2 separate regions of the Sus scrofa genome follow, and region 2 is linked to region 1. A link is a contact called in public HiChIP or PLAC-seq data. All regions are on one chromosome and are shown on one strand. The core of a region is the stretch at or near the end of the contact, and the rest is flanking DNA. Distances in the headings are between cores, read along the strand shown. Region 1 overlaps ARHGAP31 (rho GTPase-activating protein 31). Region 2 holds the start of B4GALT4 (a long non-coding RNA gene).

Region 1 (7,554 bases), core at 2,402-4,901:
AGAGTACTGAATTTATATGATAAAATGAGAATAACTTCCAATAGCATGTGGAAGTTCCCGGGCCAGGGATTGAACCTGCACCACAGCAGTAACCAGAGCCACAGCAGTGACAAGGTTGGATCCTCTCCTGTGCTTTTTTTTTTCCCCTTTTTTCATCAATTTTTTTCTTTTTCTTTTTTTTTTAGGGCTGTCCCCGTGCATATGGAGGTTCCCAGGCTAGGGGTCGAATCAGAGCTACAGCTGCTGGCCTACACCACAGCCACAGCAACTCGGGATCGGAATCACATCTGCTTATGCATCTGTCCATCCTCTTCAATGAAATGTCTGCTCATGTCTCTGGTATATATTCTAATTGGATTGTTCGGGGTTTTTTTTCAATTGCCAAAGTTTGAAAGTTTATATATTCTATACACTCATCCTTTGTTGGGTACATGATTTGCAAATATTTTCTCCTCCCCTGTAGCTTGTTTTTACTTCTTAACCATGATCTTTTGTAGATCAAAAGTTTTAAATTTTGATGAGGTCCAATTTGTTGATTTTTACCTTTCATGGCTCTTGCTTTTGGTGTGACGCCCAAGAACTCTTTGCCTAGTCTCAGATCCCAAAGAGTTGATTTTTTTCCCCCAAAAGTTTCATAGTTTTGCATTTTATGTGTAAGTCCATGATCCTTTTTGATCTAACTTTTGTGAAAGGTTTAGATAGAGGCTCATTTTTTGGCCAGTGGATATCCAATTGCTCCAGCACCATTTTCTGCATTGCCTTTGCACCTTTGTCAAAAATCAGTTGGGTATAATCATGTGGGGCTATTAGTGGGTTCTCTCTTCTGTTCTGTTAGTCTCTGTGTCTATCCCTTTGCTCATGTCCCACTCCCTTTATACTATAGCTATGTGCTAGGCCTTATTGTCTTCCCATTTTCCTCTGCTTTTTCAAGATTTGTCTTGCTACGTTAGGGACTATGTCATTCCATATAAATTTTAGAATAATCTTGTCTTTGTCTATTTAAAAAAAACCTTGCTGGGATTTTGAAAGGAAATGCATTAATCCTATAGATCAATGTAGGGAGAAATTAATATCTTTCCTATGGTGATTTTATAAGAACCTTTTGATTTGTTACTTCTCCATTCCTGTAACCACCACCCAAAGGAGGATATCATTACTTCATGCTTGAATTACTTGACCAGCCTTATAACCCTCCTTTGGATTGTGGTCCTCTGTTGTCCCCATTCATACTGCATCTTGCTCCTGAGGTAATGGACCTCAAGCTTTCCTTCACAAAGTTCTTGTCTGAGAGTCTCAAATGGCTTTCTACTCCAGACTCAGGCCCAGGTTTACCCTCTCTGCAAACTCCCCAAACTTCCATCTCATTCATTCTTGATATATCCGGTAATTCTTGACTTTGCCCCTTTCCCTATTCCTAGAACTTAGCCAGGAATTCCTTCCACACTGCCAAGCTTATCTGTTTCCATTTTCTTCCACCAATTCAAGCTTACTCCACCAAGAAACAGTCCCTAAATAACTTGGTCATCTTGTGTGGCACATCCAGCACATCGAATATCCAGAACAGATCATTTTTTTTTTTTTTTCGCCACACCTGCGTCATGTGGAACTTCCCAGGCTGGGATCAAACCCACACCACAGCAGTGACCCAAGATACTGCAGTGACAATGCTGTATCCTTAACCCACTGTGCCAGAAGAGAACTCCAAGAACAGATCATTTTTAATGCCATCTTCCTTTATATAATGGAAAATTATTTTCAGTGATAAGCCTGTAATAGTAATATAGCTATTATTGCTATTTTCTTATTTTGTTCTCCAGTTTTATTTTTAAAAATTTTTAATTTTATTTTTTATTAAAGTATAGTTGATTTACAATGTTTCCTCACTTTCTGTTGTACAGCAAAGTGACCCAATCACACACAGTTCCCTGCGATGTACAGTAGGACGCAATTGCCCGTCCATTCCAAATGTAACAGTTTGTATCCACCAATTCCAAACTCCCTATCCATCTCACTTACTCCCCCCTCCTCCTTTGTTCTTTAGCTTAAACCAATTTACTTGAAAAGGAAAATAATATTTCTATATAAATATATTTAAATTCAATAAGATATTTCATGCATGAATTAAAATTTGCACTTATGAAACAAAAACATTATACCTTGCAGTTTATACTCTATTTCACTATTTAAAATTTTGACCACAATTAAAAACCTCAAGTGCTCATACAAATGACTTAAGTTTTGTTTCCTCCTATTTGCAATCATTGTGCTATTGTTGTTTATTTGACATCTACTGTTTAAATGCAGGAATGGGTAGAAGCACAGGGGGAGGGAGACACAAACTGCACCTGAAACAAGCTCAAACTATTCAAACCAGTATGAACTATTAAAATGAACACTTGTAGTTGAGTCCGCATGTTTAAGGGGATGGCTGTACAAGTGGGAGGTCTCTAAGGCAATGCCCAGGGAGAATACAATGTTTATTAAAGGATAAGTATTAACAATGTATTAACATACTACATACTTTTTGCATATATATTATTCAACTCACAGTCCCTCAAAATGTCAAATGTAGAATGACCACATGACCCAGCAATTCTACTCCAAAGTATATATACCCAAGAGAAATCAAAACATACATCTGCACAAAACCTTGTACATGAATGTTCACAGCACCATTATTCCTGGTAGCCAAAAAAGTGGAAACAATCCAAACGTCCATTAACTGATGGATGGATAAATACATGGTGGCACGTCCACACAAAGGAATAGTATTGACAATAAAAAGGAATGAAGTACTAGTTAGTACATGCTACAACAGGCATGGACCTTGAAAACATTCAGTTAAAAATTAAATAAACCTTTATATAGTTAAGTGAGTCTTCTGTAGACTTTTTGCTTAGAAATCACTGTTTTTAAACTCAATCCCAGGATCTAGAGTCCCTGTGCAGTTGACCGACACAACGCACCCTCGACTGATGAACCATGAACAATCAATAGATAGAAACATTGGCTGCTATTTCCAAACCCCAAAGTAGTAAGAGCCCCTGTTCCCCTGGCTTTGGAGACTGGCCCTGAGGTCCTCTCACCCCCCGGCCATGGCTCATCGCCTCTGCTCCTCAGCATCTGGATCCCCAGGCAGCATGGCAACCACATACTGCCCTTCTCCTGACTGAGCCCCCAAACCATGTGGGAGCCTGTGTGTTCTTCTCATCCAGCCCCCTTTCCTCCTGGATTCCTCTTCTTCCACTCATAGTGCCACCAGCTCTTCCTCAGGAAGACACATTTCCCCAGAGGCTCCTGGACCTGCCCACTACTCAACCTGGCTCTAAAGAATTCTTGTCTCCACTTTGAAGGTCAGAGTTAGGGTTCTTGGAAACCTGACTTGCCCCCTGGCAGTGTCATAAGTGGTGGTCAGTCCTTATCGTATTATAAGTACTATTTTTAAAGGACTTTCACCTACATTGTCTCCTGTGATTCTTGTGGGTTTTGGAGGCTATACATTTTCTAGCCCCTAGAACAATTCCTAGACATTTTCTCAATTTTGATGATAAAACAGAGGCTCACAGAGGTTAAGAAACTTGTCCCAAATCACACAGCCAGTAAGTGAAGTAACTATGATAGAAACTTATGGTTTCTGCTTCCTATTCCAGTTCAGTATTACATAGAGAAGTAAACCACAATGAAATTACAGTCTACATAGACTTTTGTTGGTTGGTCTTGGAGCCTGACCACCATTTTAGACCTTTTTTTTTTTTTCATGAGAAAATGCATTTCAAATTCCAAGCACTCAAGGTACAAATGTTTCTCTGGAACATAACTCATTTTTAATTTGGGGGCTGACTCTGTCATCCCTCAGCCAAAGTTCCATTTTTATTGATTCCATTATTACACTGGTCAGGACCCAAAGGGAGGAATTAAGAAGAAAGTCTTTGAGGTCAGGCTAGGATCCACACTTATTAAATATCACCTCAAGCAAATTATTTAGCCTTTTTGAGCTTCAGTTTCCCTCTCTGTAAAATGAAGGTAACATCAAACACAAGGGATTATCATAAGAATTAAGTGAATAGGCAGGCATGTAAAGTGTCTGGTGCGGTGCCTGGCACAGAACCCATCTGCAATAAAAGCGTAATGTTGTTTTAAGGGGGGAGTCAGCCTGACTATAACCTGGGATATGTCCCCGTTGGCCAGGGGGGCCCTTGTTCACCTGTTGTGCAGGTGAAATTATTAATGGTGCCCCCTTCCATTCTTTTTTTTTTTCTTTTTAGGACCACACACATGGCATAAGGAGGTTCCCAGGCTGGGGTCAAATCAGAGCTGTAGCCACTGGCCTATGCCATAGCCACAGCAATGGAGGATCTGAGCCCGTCTGCAACCTACACCATAGCTCACGGCAAGTCCAGATCCTTAACCCATGAAGCAAGGCCAGGGATCGAACCTGCATCCTCATGGATGCTAGTCAGATTCCTTAACCGCTGAGCCACGACAGGAACACCCCTCTTCCACTCTTAGTTATCCCAATATGGATGATAAATTATTTGGTCACCTTACCTGCAAATGGCTGGCTGGCAGGGCACAGGAATGGTGACTTAAGGGGATCACACAGCCCTCAGGCTGCAGCTCCCTAATTATAGGAAAATCTGGCCTTTGTCAAGAACATCTCACTAGGGAGCTGAGAGCTACTGTTTGGATGTTTCCAGAAGCAGAGTTGAGGGTCTGAAGCCAGGAAGAGAGCTTGCAGGGATTAGGGAGCCCAGCCAAAGGAACTGACACTCATGCAGTGTCTGGTCAGTTAGGACTCCTGCCAAGGAGCCAGGTCACAGGGCAGGGTGGGGGCTGGAGATTGGGCCAAACAGGAGGTGAGGGTGAGCCAGGAGACAAAGTGTCAGGGACACCAGTAAGGGAGGTCAGCAAGGTGCCGGAAGGGCGATGGGTCTTGTTGAGCACAGGAGGGGGGTGCCTGGGCATCAGCGCCCCATGGCATCTGGTTCCGTACTTCCTCATCTTTAAAGAGCTTGAGGAGCTGTCTACGGTACATCCGGGTTATACCAGCCATGATGCCGCACATGCGCCAGGTTTGATCAGTGACTCCGAGAAGACTGCTGGTGATAACAAGGACCAAATATAATGTAGGTAGTGCCATTTAAACCTTTTTTTTTTTTTTTTTAAATCTTTTTAGGGCAGCGCCTGAAGCATATGGAAGTTCCCAGGCTAGGGGTTGGATGGAGCCGCAGCCACCTGCTTACACCATAGCCACCTGCTTACACCATAGCCACAGCAACTGAGCCGCATCTGCAATCTACACCACAGCTCACACTGAATCCTTAACCTACTGAATGAGGCCAGGGATCGAACCCGCATCCTCATGGATACTGGTCGGGTTCATTACCACTGAGCCACAACAGGAACTCCTCCTCTGTTTGTGTCAATTTGCCACCTTCCATAAATAGAATTGACAGCTTATTTCTGTTTCACCTGAGTCCTGACTTCTCACAAACTAGCTGTCTCATAAATGAGATGTAATATCGGAAGCCCTACGAATCAAGAGGCAAGCTTGAATGGAAAGAAAGGAATAATGTGGTGGCAATCAGAATCAGGTTCTATCCTGGTTCTGCTTCTTTGTGACTCTGATTCTTGAGATGAGTCATTGCACCTCCTGGCCTCACTTCCCCCAACTGTCAATGAAGAAATAATTGTGAAGGTAAACAGAGAGAATGGGGATGCAAGCATGACAGACTGCAGAGTGCTATACAAATACAGTCCAGACATAGCTCCAATATAATGCGGCAGTATTTTCTAAAACAAACACTTAAAATTTGTATTAAGAAAGAAGCTCAGGAGGTCCTATTGTGGCTCAGTGGTTAACAAATCCGACGAGGAACCATAAGGTTGAGGGTTCGATCCCTGGCCTTGCTCAGTGGGTTAAGGATCCAGTGTTACCGTGAGCTGTGGTGTAGGTCACAGACACAGCTTGGATCCTGCGCTGCTGTGGCTCTGGCGTAGGCCGGTAACTACAGCTCCAATTAGACCCCTAGCCTGGGAACCTCCATATGCTGCGGGCATGGCTCTAGAAAAAGACAAAAAAAAAAAAGGGAAAGCAGCTCAGGGAGTTCCCGTTGTGGCTCAGTGGTAATGAACCCAACTAGGACCCATGAGGATGCAGGGTTGATCCCTGGCCTCTCTCAGTGGGTCAGGGATCTGGCATTGCCAATAGAAAGAAGCTCAGAAAAGGAACATTTAGAAAATAATATTGCTAAGATAGATGTCATGAACAGATTCTAGGATATTAGAAGTGGGGCAACTTCAAACACTAAAGAAATACTCCTTGAGTACGTTAGTGCAGTTGCTAACCTCACTGCCAACTAGAAACACGTAACAGTTAGAAAACATAAATGTCTCTGCCCAAAGTTGGGATAGATAAAGGGATGATAGGCCCATACTAGAATATTAATACTAATGGAAATTTGGAGTCCCCGTTAGATGAAGGAAGGACAACATTTTCTTTCCAACAAACACTCCTGGTTCGAACCAGAATGATGAGTTGATCTGTTTTGGTCCAATGTTGCCAACTGATGGAACAAACAGCACTTTTGATCAAGGCAGCGTAGTGGTATAGAAAATGTGTGGGCTCTGGAATCTGACGAGCCTGGGCTCCTGTCCAAGCCAGTTCTGACTGCTTCTCTATGACTGCAGGCAAGTTATTCAATCTCCCGAGCCCTGGGTGCCCTCACCTGTAAAATGGAATTGGCAGTAGCTACCTAATCCAGTTGCTCTGAGGGCTGAATTAAATAACATCTAGCATACTTCAAGTATAGCGCCTGGCACAGAAGAGGCGACTCATTGCCACCACGAAAGCACCTTGACCTCTGCCTTGAACTACCAGGAAGCCAGGGACAAAGACCATGGCAATTGCCTGCTACTAGTCAGTGTGAGTGAACAGTGAGATGAGGCTGCCAAAAAAGCTAACTCACTCCAGACTTTGTGAATGGAAACATAGGGGTTGGAACCTGTGTGTGTGTGTGTGTGTGTGTGTGTGTGTGTGTGTGAGAGAGAGAGACAGAGAGACAGAGAGAGACAGATACAGAGAAAGGGAGAAAGGGAGAGCCATGTAGTCTGCTCCAGTTAGACCACATCCCACATCTGGAACTCTGGGTGCAGCTTGTGGAAGCCCATCTTAAAATACAGGGCAACCAGAGGAAGGTGAGGAGGAGTGCAGAGGCCTGAACACTAACTCGTTTGGAGAGTGGTTCAAAGAGCTGGGGGTGGGAGGCGGCGGTTGAATCTGGAAAAGGAAGTCTTAGGACAAAGTGAGAACTGTTTCCAAATAGGTGAAGGGTTTCATGCAGCAGTAGCTGAAGATATATTTTTTTGTGGCTCTGGAAAGCAAATTAGGATCCAGAGATCAAAATGACAAAAGCACAGTGTGGCTCAAACGCAGGAAGGACTGGGATCGAGAAGGGCTCTTCACCTGGGCAACGTCACCCAGGCAACCCCTGGGGTCCAGGATTTCTGCCCTGGGCTGGGTGGATGTTAGCTGCCCTGTGAGGGCCTTTCCGA
Region 2 (7,554 bases), core at 1,453-3,952, 61 kb after region 1:
GTTTCTCCATATGGCTTCGCATGGACTTTCTCATAGTATGGTGGCCTCAGGGTAGCTGGGCTACTTACATCATAGTTCAGGGTTCCAACAAAAAGTTATTCTAGAGATCACTAGTAATACAAATTGGCATCACATCTCAGAGGGGATACACAAAGGACATAAGCTCATCTTTATCATATTTCTGCCAAAAATACATAATTGGAATTTAACCATGAGGAAATAATCAGATAAGCCCAAATTAAGGAATATCCTACAAACAACTGGACTGTACACTTCAAAAATGTCAGTGTCTTGCAATACAAGGACAGATGAGAAACTATTTCAGATTAAAGGAGACTGAATTAATTTCCTAAGGCTGCCAAAACAAAATACCAGACTGGATGGCTTAAACAACAGAAATTTATTTTCTCCCAGTTCTAGAGGCCAGAAGTCCAAGATGAAGATGTCCACAGGTTTGGTTTCTTCTGAGGTCTCTCTCCTTGGCTTGCAGGTGGCCACCTTCTAGCTGTGTCCTTGCATGGTGGTCTCCCTGTCTCTCCTAATCTCCTCTTCTTTATTAAGACATAGGTCATACTGGATTAGGGCCTACCACAACAACCCTATTTTAATTTATGGGCCTCTTTAAAGGCCTAATTTCCAAATATAGTCACATTCTGAGGCACTAGGAGTTAGGGCTTTAACATATGAATTTAGAGGGTGTGGAGTTCAATTCAGACCATAGCACACACTGAGATTCTGTGTGGCTTTAGATTGGAAAAAAAGTTGCTATATTATTGAGACAATTGGAAATGAATATGTACAGCATGGGAGATTAAAAATAGCCCTGACTTTTTTGACAGTCCTCTCACTAAGAAATGGGACTATATTAACCCCCCCCTTTAAATTTGGGCTGGCCTGTGACTGCTCTGACACACGGAAAAAAGTGGGAGAGGAAGTAGAAACTGCCTTTAAAAGGCTGGGCTTAGAACTGGCCTAGCTTCATTTCCACTCCCCTTCATGTGTCAAAGCGGTCACAGGCCAGCCCAGAACTAAAGGAACGGGAAAATATTCTTATTTCTCCGTGAGAGGACTGTCAAATATTTTGAAGCTATTTTTAATCTAACACATTGTACCTACCTATTCCCAATTGTCTCAAGAATATACTTTGTGGCAATTTTTTTTTTCCCATTCCAGAAATTTAAATGTCAAATCTCTTCAGTCTCCTTTAATCTGAAACATTCCTCATCTTTCCTTGTTTCTTTCATGACATTGACATTGACATTTTTGAAGTGTACAGACCAGTTGTTTTGTAGAATATCCCTTAATTTGGGCTTGTCTGTTTCCTCATGGTTAAATTCCAATTATGCATTTTGGCAGGAATGCAGTAACAGTGATATCAGTTTGGTGAAATTAACTTTGAGTACTTGGTTAAGGTGGTATCTGCCAGATTTCTCCAATGGATAATATATCCTCTTTGTAACTGGTAAATAACCCCTAGGGAAATCTTTTTTTTTTTTTCCCCCTTAATAATTTTCAAAAAGAGCTCTCCTGTATTCTGCAGCAGACAATTCCAGTGTCTGATGTCTTTGGGAGTATAAATCTCTTGGTCTTAATTCTGCCCACTGTCTTTTCTTTCTTTTTTTTTTTTTTTTGTCTTTTTAGGGCTGCATCTGCTGGCATAAGGAAGTTCAAAGGCTAGGGGTCAAATCAGACTGTAGCAGCTGGCCTATGATCTACACCACAGCTTTGGCAATGCTGGATCCTTAACCCAGTGAGGGAGGCCAGGGACCCAACCTGCATCCTCATGGTTACTAGTCAGATTTGTTTTCACTGAGCCACAAAAAGAAGTCCCTGCCCACTGTCATTATGTGTGGCCCCTGGAGCTTGGTGATTTTTTTTAAAGATTGTGCATTTGTATTTGTTTGGATTCTGTGGGACTAAATGGAAGATGCACCCTATAAAGTATGTTTCCACTGCTCGGACCTCAGGAGACTGGGAAACTCAGTAGTGCTCTTTCACAGTCTTGGCTGGATGCTGAAGGGGCAGGTTTGGCTCTCCTGTTTGGGTGCCAGATCACAGTGCCAGCAGAGATCTTCCGTGTGCCCTCAGCAAACCCCAGGTCTCCTGCTTAGAGCTCAATGACCCCAGGGTTGGTTCCATTTGCAGTGGGGTGCTTCTTGGAAAATCTCCTATTTCTTAGAGAATCTAGTCTGCTCTCCTGCCAGCCTAAGCAGAACTTTCCATGATTTTTCACTCAAATCATCAGTATAAATATGATTCTGTCTTGGCTTTTTGTATTAATATCTGAAGAAATTTGGTTTTCTCACAACTCAATATTCTCAGTAGTTCTGTGAAATGGGGAAGTCAGTTAATTTGGCACATTGTGCAGTTGAGAAAGCTGAAACCTTTCGTCAGGGTGATGTAAGGTAAATTTATTAACTTCTAAAGCCTCAGTTTCCTACTCCGTAAAATGGGAAGGTTCATCTCTCCTTCTCAAAGTTTTGTGAGCATTTACGAGAATGGGATTTGGGAAGCGTGCAGACCCTAGGGCAGTATTGGCATAAGGTTTTATTACGATCACTCAAAAGATAAGCTGGCGTTTTCCCTCCTGGTGCTTCTTCTGTTGGCCGGGGACGGTTACTGGGTCGATCGGACTCGGCTTGCATAGGACCGCGCAGACGGCCCCGGGGCCCGGCCTCAGCTACTTCGGGGGAGGCGGAGCCAGCCCGCAGGAGCCGCCTCCCGGGAGGCGGGGCGGTCCCGGCTGCTGCAGCTTTTGCCTCCTCCCCTGGCTCCGGGTGGTGCTCTTCGCGGCCGCGTCAGGGGTGAGTACGCTGGGCCTCCGCTCCGCCTGCGCCCGGGACAAGCAATTCCGTGGGGAGGGCGGCGGCTGGCGCTCTATGGGCATCACCGGGTGGCGAGCGGGATCGGTCCCAGGGCCTGGGACGGCCCTCCTGCCTTCCTCCGGGCGGTGGGGCCGGGCAGGGGGCCTGCAGAGGCCGAGCCCTGAGGGAGGCACGGGCTCAGGTGCCGGGGCCACCGCGGCGCTCCCTCTGCTGCCGGAGGGATGGTAGGTGAGATGCTGCCAGGTAGGCCCTCAGGGGTCGTTCCCCCCGCCCCGAGAGCCCACCTCAAGGTTCTGGGGTCGCCACTAGCACTTCTCTCCCCTCCGGGCGCATCAGTGTGAAGAAGCTGCTTCCTCCCTGGAGCCCTATTTCACCAAGGTTTCTACTAGGAAACCCATCTGCTGATACCGACGAGGGGCCTGCAGGGGCCGAAGAGCTGGGGAGGTCGACTGGATTTTAAAGTACCTTGGATACCTGCCCTTAGTCTGGCTCTGCGTCCATCTATGTCGGTCGTATCGGTTGCTGTTCGGTCTTCCATTAGATAAGAGCCAACTCTCGGTTTGAGGGGGGAAAAAAAAGAAGTCTATGAGGACTGAGACTGAGAAAAGGCCTTTGGGTTGGTACCCTTGGGAGAGCACTTCTCAACGGGGTGGGCGTGTGCTGGATTGCAAAGTGTTCGAGAGTGGGTGAGGGTTGAGGACCTGGAGGCGGCCAGGGCACAGGGAGACCTTTCCTGTCCTTTGGTGGTGAAAGGGAGGAGGAAGAAAACAGCAATTTGAAGGTTGAGGGACTTTTTGCTTTTTTTATTTTTTAATTTCTAAATTTCTTTTAAGAAAGGCGAATCACATTGAGGATGCAAGAAAGTGAAGGAATCTTGGATAGTGATGAATAACATTCAGGGTCCAGACTGAGAAAGTGGGCTTAAAAAGGGGCTGAGGGCTCTTCTAGGCACCTGGGCTGAGCTGGTGGGCCAGAGGGCTGGAATGCGTTTCTCTGGCCAGAGATAACGCTAAATGCGACCACAGTTTATCGTTTTGGAATTTTATCTTCTAGAGCAGGGTTGGCTTTTCAACCACATGCAATTGCAAAATTTTAATGTGCCTGTTTGTGTTGTAGGGGAGAAAACCTTTTCCTTTTTTCCTCTCCTAGGTCCTTTAGCTGGTCTAATAATGGAATTGATGTGAAACATAAACAGGAGAAAAATTTAATTTCATACCGGTGGGATTCCATAACAGTATGAGGCTCAAAGAAGTAACCAAAGCAGACAGCTTTCATATGGTTCAGACAAAGAAAAAATAAATTTGTGAAGAATTGAAAAGGCAGAAGTTAGGGCTTGGGGTAGCGAACTGATGAGGAAGTAATAAGGTTTGTTATATAGCATTCTCCACCTTGAATTCCCAGCTCTAGTAATAAGAGATGCCTTATCCTGGTGCCTTCCTGGTATAGAGAGGGTGCCTTTCACCTGGAAGATTTATTTCCTGCTTTCAAGAAGAACAAAAGAGGGTGAAAGTGATCTTGCACTGACTGTTAAAGTAACTTTAATTCAAAATAATCAGTATGCCCAAGTGGCATATGTTGGCATGGCATATTTTGCCTACCTTCATTGTTTTTTAGAGGAAGATCCTTGTTTTGGTAAGATTTCGACAGCCCCCCCCCCCCCAACCGTGGCATGTGGATGCCCTCAGGCCAGGAATCAAACCTAGGACACTGCAGTGATGATGCTGGATAGTTATCCTGCTGTGCCACAAGGGAATTCCCCTTTGATCAGATTTTCTTTTCCCCGTCTGATTAAAAACATCTGTTAAATAGAAGTACTGAACTGTTTGACTACATAATCTTGCAGAGGGCAATAAAACTAGCTCTCTTAGTGTATTTTATGTGTCACTTGGTGGCCTAAGTATTAGTATCTACTTTAAACTGAGCAAATAGTAATTAATGCATGTTTTTCCCCAGAGGTACATGCATGACTGGAGAACTCACCATTTCTTTGAAGATCTTTAATTCAGAGTGGAAACAGTCAAAGCAAGTCTGTTGTGATGGTTTTCTCCTCACTCTAAAGCCATCATAAAACAGTGATGATAATTGAAGCCTACCTGGGTTTCTATTGAAAATATTGATTCCCTGGCCCCACCCCAGGCCTTGGCAATAAAAATCTCTGGGGGTGAAGCCTAGGAATAGGAATTTTTAACAGAGACTGCAAAATTATCTGGCATTGAAAATTATTGGAAGCGTCTGAGGTTTTTCTTTGAGATTTGGGCTTGTTGACCTCTTTAGAGTAGATTTCCTTAAAGGTTATATGAATGAATTACTACTAAATTTAGGTAAATCATAATCCCCGCCTATTGTGTCATCTCTGAGTTTTTAATACATTTTAAAACTAGGTAATGATTTTATCAGAAAAAAAAATTTCTGATCATAAAAAACTGTTTTAGAAAAATGAGAAAATTGAAAAGGAATAAAATTTCTCTAATCTGTAATTAAGAGATGACCACCAGTGATTCTTTCTGGCATTTTATATGTAAAAGGCATGCACATCACACATTTATAGCATAGTTTGGATTGTATACTCTATACGTTTTTATATTCTATTTTAAAAAATTTATTTATTTTTAATTAAAAAAATTTTTTTGTCGTTTTAGGGCTGCACCTACCACATATGGAGGTTCCCAGGCTAGGAGTTGAATCATAGCTGTGGCTGCCAGCCTACGCCAGAGCCACAACAACGTCAGATCTGAGACTTGTCTGCGAACTACACCACAGCTCATGGCAATACTGGATCCTTAACCCACTCAGAGGGGCCAGGGATCAAACCTGCATCCTCATGGATACTATTCAGATTTGTTTCCACTGAGCCACTCTGGGAACTCCTGTATATTTTTTTTAACTTAGCTACCATGAGCATTTTCCCATGTAAAGTTTTTTAAGCACCATTTTAAGGAAGGTATGTGTTTCATCATATTGGTACTGTAATTAATTAAATCAGCTCCTTATTAACATTTTGATTTTTTTCAATTTTTGGTTATTTTAGTAATGTTAGTTTGAATATCATGTCTACCTGTCTGATTATTTCTTAGAATAAATTTCTAAATGATGGAGTCAAAAGCTAGTCAAATGCATTTTAATTTTTTAAAAATTATATTTTATTTACAATGTTGTGCCAGTTTCTGCTATACAGCATCAAAGGCATTTTAAAAATCTGCTTTTCACATATCTCCTTACTGCTTTTCCTCACCAGAAGGAAAATGAACATTTCTGAAGGGTCTATTACATTAAAGTCCAATCTCTTATTTCAGTGGTTCTCAAATTTTAATGTGTATAAGAATCACTTGGGGAGCTTATTAAAAATTCATTTTCCTGCGTCCCAGGCCCAGCTGTTCTGACCCATTAGCTTTGGAGTACGGCCCAGGAATCTGCAATTTTAACAAATTTCCCTCCGTATTTGATATAGGCACTCTTGGAACTACACTTTGAAAAATGTTTTTTTAAACAAATGGCAAAATGGACTCACATTAAGGTCACTTGCCCAAAGCTATTCATGCATCTGGTTACCAGATGTGCACTTAGCTCTTTGTGATTTCAGAACCCTTGTTTGTTCATTACCTCAGACCTTCTCAAACCTTTTTGTTGATGTGCCTGTGCTGACTTTGGAAAGGGGGCTCCACCTGACCCCACTGCAGGATTCTCTGGGATAGGTGGGAATGACGCATTATATAACAAGCCTCTCTTAAAGCACCCACCAGAACTTATGACTACTTTTATGCTGCATACATAACAAGGGCTACATAAAATGATTCCAGTCTTTTGCTAGTTAAATTTATTTGTTTCATGCCAACTCTTGTAAAGTAGATTATTCAGGACTATTGGGCAACTTTTGCCCAGAGGCAGGGACACTGACTGCTCTGGTGTGCCCTCTAGGTGGAGGGAGGAAGGGGCAGGCTAAATAGCAACTCCTCCCAGAGTCAAAAAAGAGCAGTACTGCTTTTGAAAACTCAGCAGAAGCAGCAGAAGGTGGTGGGCATGACTAAAGGAAAGTGCCATCTATTAAAGATGAGGCCCTCTACCCTTTTAGAAGAGTGTTGTTGTTGGTAAACCAAAGGGATCTTGTGTAGGGCTGAGCCTTTTTCACTTTTTAAAATCTGCTCTAAATGGAATTTTGCACACATTTAATTTTTTCCCTCCTTTATTAGTCTTTTTTTTTTCCTTCTATTTTCCCCATGTTGCATTTGTTCTATTTTTATTTATTTATTTTTGGCCGCACCCATGGCGTACTAAAATTCCTGGGCCAGGGACTGATCCCATGCCATAGCAGTGACAATGCCAGGTCCTTAACCTGCTGGACCACCAGGGAACTCCTGCATTTGTTTTAGTAGTAGCCTGGGATCATTGTGTGTCCTTATGTATTTCAACTAGTATATCCTAGAAAGTCATTCATAATTTACCAAATTTAGTATCTTCTATATCATGTCAGTTTGAGGTACTAGGAGTACAAGAAACAGTGCTTCTCTTTGAGAATTAAGTTAATTTTACTGTCATAGGTTGACTTGGGCTATATGTAGTCTTTGACTTATAACTTTAAATTTTTAACTAATTTTAGGGAAAAATTACAAATATTGTACAGAGAACTCACTCAACTTTCCCTAATATTAGCCCCTTCATAACCATTGTTTAGTTATCAATACTTTTAACTAAGTTATAGACTTCATTTGACTTCATCAGCTTTCCTGCTAAT

Evidence for each region. HiChIP or PLAC-seq counts read pairs in DNA pulled down with a chosen protein or histone mark.
Region 2: an H3K27ac HiChIP or PLAC-seq map of alveolar macrophages shows a contact between it and region 1. The contact joins the promoter of B4GALT4 here to the enhancer-like site in region 1. A contact is called at or near these places in 4 of 47 Hi-C or Micro-C datasets (heart right ventricle, retroperitoneal adipose tissue, skeletal muscle and 1 more) and 2 of 2 datasets of contacts at active chromatin or transcription factors (alveolar macrophages and skeletal muscle).

What each region holds. Positions count from the first base shown.
Region 1 is chr13:140,904,575-140,912,128 of Sscrofa11.1, forward strand. All of the region lies in intron 1 of ARHGAP31 (rho GTPase-activating protein 31), which reads right to left. Among named protein-coding and RNA genes, the nearest start is that of ARHGAP31, 40 kb to the right of the region's middle. Within about 2 kb of position 3,652, at least 4 of the 83 cell types and tissues checked have an H3K27ac peak or open chromatin away from gene starts, as enhancers often do. A contact at or near this core is called in alveolar macrophages and skeletal muscle, where this site is marked.
Region 2 is chr13:140,966,859-140,974,412 of Sscrofa11.1, forward strand. B4GALT4 (a long non-coding RNA gene) reads left to right here and starts at 2,703. Exons shown (of 7, transcript XR_001300547.2): 1 at 2,703-2,804.